Linked DNA regions of Gossypium raimondii: region 2 is linked to region 1. Evidence: chromatin contacts called from public Hi-C data. All regions are on one chromosome and are shown on one strand. Each heading gives the region's core, a stretch centred on a gene start, on an enhancer-like site or on the middle of the called end of the contact. The rest is flanking DNA. Distances are from core to core; before and after follow the strand shown.

Region 1 (2,771 bases), core at 132-2,631:
CAACAAAGTGTCCAAAGAATCAATTCCCCAAAGAAGAACTAGTCATGTTAATCTTTCTTATCTTTAAGTAAGAGGAAAAAAAAAAACAAGACTTACGCTTCCATCTCCTGGATTTGATGCTGGGTATGACGATGATAACGCTTCTTTTTAGGGCGTTGGTCAGGATCTTGATCATCTCCAGAGGGAGCATCCATAGTTTCATTGACTGATTTGATCTCATAATCATCATCCCTGATCTTCCCCATTAGTTCACTTTCCGAGGTCTTATGAGACATGTCGAACATATGGGGACTCTCAAATAAGTTGGGGCTAAACATGTTAACAAAGTGCTCGAATGGCGACGGTATGGATATTCTGGGTTCTGCCGAGAGAACATACACAAGTCAAGCAAACTAAAATAAAGGGGGAAAAGGGTTAAATAAACTGTAGAACAGTAACGAAAGACACAAAATGTAAGTACAAAGTTAAAAAAGTCAAAACCAGTGCATGACAATGGAATCGTAAAACATTTGAAAGGCAAATAAACAATGGAGCTGTAAACCATATACCATCTCTCTTTCAAAGAAAAAAAAGGTCTAGTTCGCTTATCGAGAAGGATTTTTCTTTGAATATCTTAATAACCAACTGCTACTATATTTAAAGGTAGCATATACTTCGAAGATTAAAATGATGGATTAGTCGAAAGCTTATCCTAATCTATTCCCATGGGAAAAGTGAAAGAACCTCGGAGAAATAAAATGGGCAGCAAAAGTTGGGGAAAAAAAGGAGGAAAGAAAATTACCGTATGGATTATTTGGAGAAGGGGACTAAGAGCTTAGGGCAACTATTTTCTTGTCTTAAATGCAGTGGTAAGCTGGTCACTAGAAACCTCATGTTGGGAGACACAGATAGCCATTGACCTTTAAAACCCTAACCAGCAGCAATACATGCTACACATATCAGTCTCTTGCTTGTTAGATTCTTGGCCCCGCTTTCCTATATTGGTGGTATTTAGGTTGATTTTGATAGAAAGTCCCCACAAACCAAAGATTACAAACACTTTTTGCACTCTCTCTTGATTCTCAGCAAAGCTTTATAAGCGAATATATGAAAGAGAGAATGGCAAATGGTGTGAACACAGATCGGGTGCTATAAACAAGCTGGTCCAGGGAAAGAAATAGGTTTCGTGAGTAGAGACTTTTTACAGGGCCGTATAGGCAAAACAAAAGAAAGCCCTTTTGAACATTGTTGAGAAAGATTAATGAAAGGAGGTTTTAGGGTGGTTTTTAAAAGTTTGGGGTCACTGGTTTGACAGAGACCTACCTTGAGAGAGAAGAGGGTTAAAGTCTAGAGAGAGAGAAAGGGGTTTGAAGTTCCAAGGGGGGGGGTGAGGAAAATGAAGAGAATTGAAGAAACAGGTGGAGAGGATGTGGCAGCTAAGGAATAAATAGCAGAGCCCATCGAGAGGGTGCAATAGCATTTATGGTGGGTGAGAGGTGTAATTGCGAGTGATGGAAATAAAAATTATAGAAAGAGAAAAACATCTCCCCTTCCCTTCCCTTTCTTTAAATTAACTTTGTAAGCTTTCAACTAGTTTTCAGTGTCTCAGCTCCAATATTGATAGGTTTTACTAATAAGCATGCACGTATAGTATATATATCGGTAGATAAGGAAGCTAAATACATTTGGCAATAGGAATTATATTTGACATCAATACAAAAGTAGAATTTCTATCTCAATTAACTTGGGGAACATCATAAATTTTTAAATTAACAGGAATATTTCTTCCTAATGTTGCCATGAAATCTGCAGTGCATATATAGTATGAAAATTTTAAATTTTTATAAGATAAAAGGTATAATTAATATCTCACCAGTTTAAATCATATCAGTTAATGACTACTTTCAAATATTTATTGTTTTTTTTGAATTAAATATTTGATTTATATATGTAGAATATTGTACTAGTTAATTTCCCCATCAAATTACATGAAAAGCAAATTAGAGCTGCTGCTAGAATAACTTGAATATATTTAATCTTTCGGCTTGCTCTCAAATCTTCCAAGAAATTATTGATTCTGAAGGATACAGGCTATGGTCTGCATTTGCAGATTTCAGACGCATTATATATCATGTCTATGCATGCATGCCTACCAAAATCTATGTGGTGTAAATCTCATAATTTCTAATCAAATTTAATCTCGTCTCTTCCTTTTGACAGATATGCATACGTGTAATCATATCCGGTCGGTATATGAACTAATCCAACTCATCTGTGATCTGTTTTATGTATTTATTTACTTTTATTGCATTAATTATCGACAATGAAAGGGTATTGCAGATTGCAAAACTCAACAATTAAATATTAAAAAATGTCTAAGCAACTCTCTCCTTCTTTGCCACCGTCTGTTAACGAAGACGATGGGGATTCCCATTCTGTTGAGGACCGGACCACCAAGAAAGTGAGATTTAAGGGCGGAATTGATGAGGCATCAGTAGATATGGTCGTCGACCCTGATCTGATTTCAGCACCCTCGTGGAAGGATAAGCTTTTGGATGGAGATCCGAATCATTCCATGATGGACCGCAATGTTTCTTCCTTTGGAAGAGATAGTGCAAGTGATGGAGATTTTGATTTATTAGCCGGCGACGTGCAAACATCTATCGTTAATGGGGTTCCGGCCATTAGTTTTTCTGACCGGGTTAAAGAAATTTTGTTCAAAGAAATGGAATTAACAGTGGTTATCAAACTTTTAGGGCAAAGTATTGGTTACAATACTTTACACAATCGTA
Region 2 (2,771 bases), core at 133-2,632, 140 kb before region 1:
CCTAATTTAATTGATTTTTCTAATCCAATTATGAAAATTTATAAATAATTTAATTGACAAACCCTAAACTAGAGGTGTTCATGGGTCGGACAAAAAATATAGGAGGGTTCGGGTAAAAATATAGGCCCGAAATATGAGTTTGGGCAAAAAATCGAGGTCCGTTTAGAAAACGGGCCGAGCCTCGGGCACCACTTTTTTGGCTCGAGTCCGGCACGGCCCGGCCCGAATATATAATAAATAAATAATTTTTATTCTTTAATTTTAAAATACTTTTTTTATTCTTTTTATATTTAAAATATTTTTTTGGTGTTTATTAAATAATGGGGTGGGGCGGGGCGGGGCGGGCTCGAGCTTAGAAATTTTTTCTCGCGCCGGGCCTAGACAAAATTCCAGGCTCATATTCGGGCCGGGCCGGCCCTGGGCCTAGGAAGCGGGCCAAATTTTTTTGGGCCCGGCCCTAACCAGGCCCTGCTTGGCCATGAACACCTAAACCCTAAACTCTAATCACTTATTTATTTAATTTTTAACCCTAAACCTTAAACCCTAAAGCCCAAAAACGGGCAAAACGCTCCCTCAGGGACGCGTTTTCCTGTCACGTACCCTGACATCGCGCTGACGTGGACACGCTTTCAGGGAAATGGGCCAATTCCGGTAAATAATTATTTATCGGGCCCATTTAGGTAAATTTAAAAGAAATGGATTTTTATGTGTAATTTGCCCCTGATTCTTCAATTGACAATAATTCCGAATTTGATTCTTGGATAATCTTTACCCATGTTACTTATTAAAAAAAACCTTAAACAATGTATGATTTTATATTATTGTATGAGTATAAGATTGATATGTTATTTGTGTACCTTTTCTATTAAGTTTTTAAGCGATAAGCTAATGATGTCTTGGCATTGTGGGTTAAGGCGGATGCTTTGAGTATTTGAGCATTTAAATTTTAATCACGTTATGTGTAATTATAATGTGTGGGTCTTTAATTTTATGTATATAAATGATGTATGAGTTTTGTCTAAATTCTTTTCAGTTTTGCCTAATTATTTTTAATTATTCGCCTGCTACATTTTATAATTACTAACTCGAGCTTATTATTGTATTCCATTTGTAACTGTAAAAAACTTTAAAAAGAAAAGTTTTCAAGCGATAATAACCGTGGGATTCTTTCAACAATTACTTGACCATTAGATTTAGCATTATTCTCTGTATCCCTGCTCACGGGAAATCAGAGTATCTAAGCTTCTTAAAAGCCTCCACGTCACTGGGAATCTTGTGGGCCCCATATTACCATAAAAAACTTCATTTTATTTCAACCGTGGATTAAACCAAATCTAGGAAGTCCTTTTTTTTTTTTTAATAATTATTATCTCCCCTCATCTCAGCGAAAAAAAATAAAGAAAAAAAGGGAAAACGAAAAGTACCAGACTCTCGTATTTGTAACACACTAAAACAGCATCTGTTTATTGTTCGATGCTGGCAACAAAAACCCTAATTTAATCAGCATCGATTCACGATGGGCCGCAAGCCCTAATACCTTTACCGTTTCGGCTACTTTTTCTCTGATACATGTATGGAATCAGAGAAAATCCTACTTTCCCGAGAAAACCCTAGAAAATTTTCATCTTTTTCCTAAACCAATAGCAACAGTAGCAATAGCAGCATGGCCATATCCAATGAACTAGCCCAAAAGCAACTACCGTCGATATCGGAACGGTTCAAGGCTTTATTGAAGCAACGGGAAGATGAGCTCAGGGTTTCCGGCGGTGTTGCTGATGATGATGGGGCAACGCCGACTACGGAGGAGATTGTTCAGCTTTACGAGGTTGTATTATCGGAACTAACTTTCAATTCGAAGCCCATAATTACTGATCTCACGATCATTGCCGGTGAACAGCGAGAGCACGGCGAAGGCATTGCCGATGCTATTTGCGCACGAATTATTGAGGTTAGTTAAAATTAGGTTTTCCGTTGTACCTGACAAGTAATTTGAACATTTAAAAATTTAATTTCAAATTTATTGCTTTCAGGTTCCAGTAGAGCAAAAACTTCCTTCGTTATATCTATTAGATAGCATTGTAAAAAATATTGGCCGAGAATATGTTAGGTATTTCTCTTCCCGTTTGCCAGAGGTGAGTCATTGCCAACCTTTTTGATGAAGTTCTTTTCTTTGCTATTAGCTTGATATAGATTATCTTATTTTATTTTTCATTCTTAGGTATTTTGTGAGGCATACAGGCAAGTTAATCCTAACTTGCATCCTGCAATGCGACATCTATTTGGCACATGGTCAACAGTTTTTCCGCCTTCCGTGCTACGTAAAATCGAGATGCAACTGCAGTTTTCTCAAACGGGGAACCAACAATCTTCTGGAGTAACTTCCTTGCAGTCTTCTGAATCACCTCGTCCAACACATGGCATACATGTTAATCCTAAGTACTTGCGGCAGTTTGAACAACAGTCAGGTGCAGATAGTGTAAGCTTTCTAATGGAAAACTCTGTTCTTCACATCCTCTATTTTATTGGAATATATGCTCTGTTCTGTAGTCTTATGCACATTCACTATTTAGGATATCACTGCAAATCATGTTCTTTTGAGAATTTATTTGAATCAGATGTTGCTAGCAGTTATAGATCCTTCTGGACAGAATTGCTTTTGGTACTGAAGGACAATTACAAGCTGAATTGGATTTTGATCACCAGGGATAGGCTGGATTGAGGGGTAGAGTTGCCAGAATGTTAATAACAATTGATATATTAGGATTTCTTTC

Evidence for each region. A called contact is a pair of places that touch in the nucleus more often than the background predicts.
Region 2: a Hi-C map of leaf shows a contact between it and region 1, with 2.8 times the contacts expected there. The contact joins the promoter of LOC105773176 here to the promoter of LOC105773786 in region 1. A contact is called at or near these places in 2 of 2 Hi-C or Micro-C datasets (both in leaf).

What each region holds. Positions count from the first base shown.
Region 1 is chr6:50,514,708-50,517,478 of ASM2569854v1, reverse strand. LOC105773786 (homeobox-leucine zipper protein MERISTEM L1) reads right to left here and starts at 1,381. Exons shown (of 12, transcript XM_012595910.2): 1 at 782-1,381; 2 at 97-361. The coding sequence starts at 317.
Region 2 is chr6:50,655,080-50,657,850 of ASM2569854v1, reverse strand. LOC105773176 (polyadenylation and cleavage factor homolog 4) reads left to right here and starts at 1,382. Exons shown (of 7, transcript XM_012594874.2): 1 at 1,382-1,948; 2 at 2,031-2,132; 3 at 2,219-2,476. The coding sequence starts at 1,664.